Linked DNA regions of Danio rerio: region 2 is linked to region 1. Evidence: chromatin contacts called from public Hi-C data. All regions are on one chromosome and are shown on one strand. The core of a region is the stretch at or near the end of the contact, and the rest is flanking DNA. Distances in the headings are between cores, read along the strand shown.

What was found. A called contact is a pair of places that touch in the nucleus more often than the background predicts.
Region 2: a contact with region 1 is called in a Hi-C map of an unstated tissue, with 2.0 times the contacts expected there. The contact joins two enhancer-like sites. A contact is called at or near these places in 3 of 18 Hi-C or Micro-C datasets (embryo, hematopoietic stem cells and an unstated tissue).

The regions. Positions count from the first base shown.
Region 1 is chr9:35,561,767-35,566,015 of GRCz12tu, reverse strand. It overlaps dipk2b (divergent protein kinase domain 2B), which reads left to right. Exons shown (of 5, transcript XM_692604.10): 2 at 1,969-2,233. Among named protein-coding and RNA genes, the nearest start is that of dipk2b, 4.1 kb to the left of the region's middle. Within about 2 kb of position 2,110, at least 15 of the 62 cell types and tissues checked have an H3K27ac peak or open chromatin away from gene starts, as enhancers often do.
Region 2 is chr9:35,854,546-35,858,684 of GRCz12tu, reverse strand. It overlaps dcaf6 (ddb1 and cul4 associated factor 6), which reads left to right. Exons shown (of 19, transcript NM_001145090.1): 19 at 1,081-1,139. The coding sequence ends at 1,139. It also overlaps a transcript of gpr161b not described here. Among named protein-coding and RNA genes, the nearest start is that of gpr161b, 17 kb to the right of the region's middle. Within about 2 kb of position 1,829, at least 5 of the 62 cell types and tissues checked have an H3K27ac peak or open chromatin away from gene starts, as enhancers often do.

The DNA of each region.
Region 1 (4,249 bases), core at 861-3,360:
GAGCAGTTCTAGAAATGTGGTCAGTTCTAGAAATGTGGTATTTGCATCATTATCCAGTCTATTATCCAGGCTTGCAGTCACAGCATTTCAAAATGTTTTCATCTTTTAGCCTAGAAGACAGTAATTACAACATTATAAGATTTTACGTACATACTTTCACAATTCTCTTTCAATAAAAAATATCCATAGGATATTAAAAATACTTTTACGCTACATAAATGGTTTCTCCTGTGTTTCTCATCCAGATTTTGCCAAACTTTTTAAAAAATTGTCAGGAAGACATCTGCTGACACTGTGGTGAAAACCTCGGAAGACTGGTTAGCCATGGTTAACCCTGAGCAAATACCCTAAAACTCTGAGTTACATTTTACCCCGCATCATTTACAGTATATATGCATATGCATACAAGAAGACATAGTTCAAAATATAAACATCATGAAGTACTTCTTTTTTTATCTTTTCTAATTTCTTAAAAGCAAAAATAAGTGTTTTACTTTATTTTGTCCACTGTAGATTTTTATTGACTTAGTAACTTTGCAACTACTTGTCAACTAACTTAAAATAAACTAACAGGGTTTTTTAATCAATAGACATTTTATATGACTATAATTATCTTAGAAAATTGATGTCAACTAACTGACAGAAAAGAAAAAAAACTGTGAATAAACATTAAAGAGTGACAATGTAGAGTTTTAGATTGTATTAATAGAGGCTTGGACTAGTAGAATACGTTAACAGATATTCTGCTGACTACTTTGCAACATAGCTATGACTCAAATTAGACTATTGGTAGACTTTTAGATGAGGGTTAATATACACTACCTGACAAAAGTCTTGTCGTCGATCCCAGTTGTAAGAGCAACAAATAATAATTTGACTTCTAGTTGATCATTTAAAAAGTGTCAGAAGGTAGATTTTTCGGATGAATCATCTGTTGGAATCTAATGGAACCCGCATGGACCCAAGATTCTCATAGAAATCAGTCAAGTTTGGTGAAGGAAAAGTCATGGTTTGGGATTACATTCAGTATGAGGCATGCAAGAGATCTGCAGAGTGTATGGCAACATCAACAGCCTGAGGTATCAAGACATTTGTGCTGCCTATTAAATTGCAAACCACAGGAGAGGGAAAATTCTTCAGCACAATAGCTCTCCTTATTCTTCAGCCTAGACATCAAAGTTCCTAAAAGCTAAGAAGGTCAAGGTGCTCCAGGATTGGCCAGCCTACTCATCAGACATGAACATTATTGAGCATGTCTGGGGTAAGATAAAGAAGGAGGCATTGAATATGAATCCAAAGTATCTTGATGAACTCTGGGAGTCTTGCAAGAACGCTTCCTTTGCCATTCCAGATGACTTTATTAGTTATTTGAGTCATTGCAGAGATGTATGGTAAAATAAGCACAATCTAGAGGCCTTTGCCTCACATAAACCACTTCTGATAGCAAATGATCTACTAGATGTCAAGTTATTATATGTTGTTCCTAAAACTTGTATAGGTGACAAGACTTATGTCAGGTAGTGTATTGTAGTAATATATATGCATGTATATGTCTATTTATATATAAATGAACTGCTAAACTAACTATACACAGCTGTTTTCTGGTGATTTAAAGTGCTTCTTTCTGTTTGGATAAAAACAATCTACTAAATAAATAGATGTAAATGTAGATACATGGATTATAAATAACTCTCCAACCACTTCTACTCAGCAGAATGTCTATTGGATGACCATTGAAATTATAATGTTGGCAGATATGAAGCAGACTGTCTACAAATTACTGCTAGTAGATATGTAGTAGAATTGAATGTCTAAAGGGAACCTGCAAAATAAAGTCTAGCCAAGCATTTGTATGCTATAACAGCACAAGAACTTAGATCTTGCTGTATCTAATCATTGATTAGAGTAAGCTCAAGCAGTGACAGCAAAAACAGGAAACTAACACAGACCCTGTTTATTTCACTGCAGGTTTGAAAGGAGGCTGACGGCTCAGTCTAATCTATCCTCAGCAGACGTGCGCTCCTATGAGGGAAACTACACAGACAGCACAGCGGGCTGGAGACCAGTGGTGGTGTCCCGCCTGATGTCTCCTCACCTGCACCAGTTATCAGACAATAGCATTTGCACCTCAGCAGGCAAAGGGAAATCCTGCAGCATTGAAGGCGTCCTCAGGGCCACCTCACGCTTCCAAACTTGGGTTCATTCCAACCTACTGCTTCCCAGCATGGTGAAGGTCTGAATTTGTGGCTTTTGTATTGTCATGTCTATTTGAGGTCAGCACTGACTGAGGATTTGTGGTCAGAACAATTACATTTTCAAAGGAATATTAATTTGGAAAATTGGGAGGTGCAAAGGGAAAGTCCTGTGAAGTAGGGCTGCAAGATATTAGAAAATTGTCATTGCGTTATTTTGTTTTTCTGCGATATATATTGCGATATAATGTATCTATCGGTTCCAGCAAATGATTGAATAGCACTATATGGAAAGACACTTTATTTTAGGGTCCAATTCTCACTCTTAGCAAACTATTTTGACTTTTGCTTCAATAAACTCCTAATTTGCTCCTCATTAAGGTAGTTTAGGTATTGGGTAGAATTAGGGATGTAGAATAAGACCATACAGAATATGTGTTTATAAGTACTAATAAGCAGCCACTATATCAATAACATATATGTTTATAAACAACTATTTAATGGTAAGGATTGGTTCTTAAAGTGTTGAACTCAAGCGCATCAAATGAAAAGCAAAAGAGAAGCGTCCGAAGCATGACAGATACTAGGATGCATTTGATTGGTCAAGATTTAATTAAGAAACGGAAGTATGAGGAAAAAAAAAACATTGATTTATTTAGGCAGAAGTGACAAATTACAAGCCTTAAATGTTTATATCAGTTTAAAATCTTCTAAATATAATTTTTTTTTTTTTTACTGTTTTGTACCACACTCCCTTCTAGATATTGTTGGAGACTAACATACTGATATCAAACCTGCCAAAACTGCTGTTTTTCCTGGGAGTCTACTGTATTTCAGACTCATATTTCTCCCAGAAAAATCCCGTAATTTTACCTCACCCCCGGTCCTCAGCTTTTTGTTAAAGTCTGTAACACCGCCGGGTCGCAAAATTTGGTAGGACCATCACATTATTTCTTCAGATCCATTATGTCTTCAAATTCGATCACAGCGCCCGCCCGAAACCCGGTCCATATTACAATTGCTAACACCAAAGTACAGTTAATAACCCGGTTCTCAGCTGTGTTATTCAGACAAACACAGCCCCAAACCCCAGAACTCTCTGAATTTTGGAAACAATGTTGCAGGTATGACTGATACCAATTTCCAAAAAAATATTGTTTTAATTTTAATGGACCTTTAAGCACTTGCAATGTGGCTGTTTTTGAATCCAGTGTAAGTGTTTTCAATCATAGAAAATTTTGATTATGGACATTGTTTTTTTCTTGAAATGTTGGTACTTTCATATTCCACAATTCTACTTTATGGTTTGTTTAATATAGAAAAGTCACATTTACATCAACAATCTTGATGTAAAATCTTATCAGCAATTTTTATTGTTTTTATTCTTATCTCAGACCTAGATTTTAGTCAGCCTCAATTTTTCCAATACACCAAACAATTTTGTGCTTCAAATAATATGGACTTGGCTGTCAAGGAGACGACAGCAAAAAGCCTGTTTGAAAAAACTTTGGCTTGTTAAATGCTTAAAATGTGGACATATGTCAAATTCTGCTAAATGTTTGAAAAATGTTATTTGTTGGTGTTTAGGATTCATGAAATGCCAGCTATGAAAGAAGAGTTCAGACTTTCACCACAAAACAAAATTATATTTGTTGTGAAAATAACAAAATGACAAAACTCTTCTAAGGTGGTTTTAGAATAAACAAATGACCAGGAAAAAAAATCACTCAAATTGCTTGCACATTTCACAACTAATCAAGCGAAGTTTTTATTCATTCATTTTATTTTCAGCTTAGTCCCTTTATTAATCAGGGGTCTGCCAACTTATCCAACATATGTTTTACGCAGCATTATCCAGCATATGTTTTATGTGGCGGATGTTCCTCCAGCCACAACACATCACTGGGAAACATCCATACACTCTTGCATTCACAAACATACACTACAGCCAATTTAGCTTACTCAATTCACCTATAGCGGATGTCTGTGGACTGTGGGGGAAAACGGAACATGGTGAGAACATGCAAACTCTACACAGAAATGCCAACTGACCCAGC
Region 2 (4,139 bases), core at 580-3,079, 290 kb before region 1:
GATGCCAGACATGTTTATATTCATTAGACAACACATAGTTTAGCTTGCAATAGCACTATTTAGTGAAATAACCATGATCATAACAATTGGATACAAAAAAACACCTTTAAATAAGAATATTTATAAATCATTAAATGATAAAACAAATATTAACATTTTACTCAAATCCACACATAGTAAATTCTGAGAAACTTGAGTATTTAGAGGTTGAAATAGTTTTTGAGTAGCTGTTTTTTTTAACGCAAAAAAGGATTTTGCGTTAATTTGATCAAACATAAAACACTGTGAAATATTATTACAATTATTGCATTTTAATACATTTAAAAAACTGGTTTATTTTTTGTAATGACAGCTCAGTTTACAGCATTATTACTCTTTATTGTCACATTATCCTTAAAAATGGAAATATGCAGAATTCCTATTACGATCAATGTTGAAAACACTTCTACATGGTTTATGGAAAACCTGGAAAAGTCATGGAATTTTGACATAGCATTTTCCAGGCCTGGAAAAGTTTTGGAAAAACAGAAAAACCCACAACGTTTTTGGAAATTATTTTAACAAATATCTGTACAGTTGAATTAGGGCTGCGCGGTATTGGAAAAAATCTGACTTTACCATATTTTGTATTTCTGTGATATATATGTATATATATATATTTTTTTTTTATCTAACATGTATATGTATATGTATTACATAAAAAAATGACGTCTTGAAAAGGTACAGGAAAGTTTTGGAAAAGTCATGGAATTTTAGTAGTAAAAATGTGTATGAGCCCTACTTCTAGTCAATTAAATCCATCCTTGCTAAAAAAAAACAATTAAGTGATTGACTCAAAACATTTGAATTCCATTATGTTTTTGATTTGTCAAATCAGTGGATCATGTATGTTCAAATGTTTGGCTTTCATGACAACCAAAAAAACGCTCCGATATTCAGCTTTTGTGCAAAACAGTGGAGTGTCTGCAGCACACCAGACACTAACCAGTCTTGTTTACTGTCAGCAGATACTAATAGTAGCATTTAGCATTTATGACTCTGAACAGGTGTGTAAATGAGCGCTCTTTCTCCTCTCCTCAGACCGCGTGGAGGGCGATCGTTCAGAAGGCTCAGGACAAGAGAACGAGGACGAGCAGTAGCTCCTGCTAAAAAGTCACCGGTTCTTTTTTTGCTACAATGCACTTGAGCATTTGAGATTTGTACACAAGTTACAAAATAGAGTATTTCCCTATAGGTTCAGTTTTTTGGCATTGTTCTTTTTTAAACGAGACTTTTCTTACTAATTACTCCATGTGAGAGTAAACCGCGTTTGGGGAGTTCATGCAAAAATAATAAAAAAAGCGATGTGCAAGAAGTCAATATGAGACTTAGACGGCTGGTGCTTGAAGAGAGTATTTAAGTGCAATATTAATTTGTTAAATCAAATGGTTGAGCTTTTTTGAACGGTGTTATGTGTGAAATCTTCTCGTAGCCTCAAATGACGAACTCTGATGTTTGTATACCATGAATTATGCATGTCAAACATGAGTTTGCCGAAAACGTGCTCTTAGTCTCTAACAATGTTGTGTATAAAAATGGCTCTCTCTTTTGTTTGTTTGTCATCACTAAATCTCGCGTCGCGCAGGCATCTTCTGTCTAACTCCAATTACAGGTACTTGCAATATTTAATTATCCAAAACCGTCATTATACGTTGTTACACTGCAGAATGTTTATAAAGGTTTATTAAATTAAGAATAGTTTTTGGACTCGGTCTATACATAAACCCACTGCTGTCTAGCCAAATGGTTGTAGCATTAGTTGGCAGGTCGTGTTTCTCTCTCTCTCTCCTTCTCCTCACAGCACAGATGGCCTTTGTTGTGGCAGCTGTTGGTGTGAATGTTCTGCTAAGTGACTGCTGATCGCTGGGAGAAGTTAAAATGAAATATCTCCTCATCTAATTCTGTGCTAACCTCATTCAACGCTGTTAAGGAATGTAAGCCATCTTTTTAAATGTTTTGTCCACTGTTTTTTTTTTTTGGTTTTGTTTTCTTCAGATTAAGTTCCAGTTCCATTTCAAATTGTGTGTGTGAGAGGATGGTTTAAACATTAAATGTGTTGTGATTTAAAGCAAAACTCGACTGAAAGCTTGTTGGGTACCAATACAGAGTTTAATAACACAGATAACAAAATATGATATACTTCTATGGGGGAAAACTGAGACCATTTGGACATTTTTCAGTTTCTCTCGATTTATTGGGTATGAGTTTGAGTGTCAAATAATAAGATTGCTAAATTTTAAAGGTGCTGCGTGTAAGTTTTTGACTTCTCTAAAGCATAAAAATACCATAATATGTTTGCAGATATAAGAAACTTGGCAAATTAACGTTCTTGTTTATCTGAAAAACAATGCTGAAGTCAGATATTCTGCTTTGAAAATGTGTTTTCCGTGCCCGAATATCTTTCTTGTTTATGGTTTTTCTAACCCACCCAATGCTAGCTTACCCAATTATATTTCAGCACCCTGGGGTATGCCTTTATGGAAAACCACATATTTCATTCATTGAATCAGGAAGAATCTCAACGCATGCATCCATAGCAGACTCCAAAATAAGACGCAGATTCAGAGTTCCACATGAGTTGGTTATTAATTAGCAAATAAGTGTTACGAGCCTAAACATTAGGTGAGCAGGCTACATTGGAACCGTGTGTTCTAACAACACGCTACCTGACGAGGTTTGCAGTGATGAGCAATTTGGCTGTTTTTACCACACGAAACACCACAGAAATTTGAAAACAGCTATTCAGAAGGACAGAATGTGCACTCACTCACGAAATGGCTATGTTTATAATCTAATTAATGCTTATTAAACCTCTTTAACATTATTAAATGTACATGCTGAATCACTGATATGTGTTGGCTTGCACTGAGTCACAATTCTAAAGTTCAATTTGAAATGGTTTGTTTTATTTTCAAGATCTAAGGTAAATTATCTGCTGCTGCTTTCATTATATGGCAATAAATGTCATGTAAAATGGCATTCAAACTCACATTATTAAAATTTAACACTGAATAAAGCCCATGAGGTGTACTTGAGGTTATCAGTTTATCCTGTTGTCCACCTGTGAGAAATAGAAGTCATTTCTAATATATTAATTTGACATGCTGGTTAGAACAAAAAACTTTTATTTTATTTAGAACAGGATCTAAATCAGTCTCGCTGTTTGTGTTGTCAATCTGGCAACCTGCGCTTGCATCTGTTTTGATCCAAGAGTGCAATACCTAGTTAAACCACTGGGTGTCAAACTTACTGCACCTTAAAGTAAAAGATATTGTCATTTACAGCCGTTTTACACCATATCAACATTGGTCAGAATAATAAATGTTTTCATTTGTTGCGATGGTAAAATCAGAGGTTTGTTCATCAAATCTAGACTTAACTTTTTTCAAAAAAAAAAACAAAAAAAAAAAAACTGGTATTGTGTTGTCTAAATATGAATGTACACTTGTGTAACACAAGGTGACATTTTGTTATTTTGACCATTTTATATATAAATATCTGTGAGAATATTATTTTAAAATTTGCAATAATTTATTGGTTCACTAGATAAACGATGTTTTATTCAAACACATGACTACCACGTGGAAAACAGGAGAAATTGAGAATTGTCAAGTGGTCTCTTTCCCGTTGCTGTATGTCATAGGCCTCAAACTTGATGTGGTGTGAGTTGGAGGTGGTTGAAGCTAAACTTTGCAGAGCTTCCAGGACTTGAGTTTGAGACCACTGCTGTATGTGCTGTGGATTGCAGACAAACAATACAGTCATTGGCAAAGCAGCCTATCAAGATTGGTATTCATTACTGAACACCTTTTTAGAATATTTTAACTGAAGTGAACAGAAGGTAGGAAAAAAACATTGATGTGAAAAAAAGTCACTGATAAAATCTTCAAGTGCAGTTATCAGTGATATTACAAAGAGACAGTTTACCCAAAAATTCAAGAATTTGAGATTTTTTTTAGCTGAAACAGTGGTCTTTGGTGTTAAAGTAAAATGCAAGTCAATGACTACTGGCACTTTGAGAGTCAAAAAGAAAAATACATACAGGCAAAGAAAATTAATACCTGTGAGTCTTGATTATATACTGCAGAATGTGGATCATT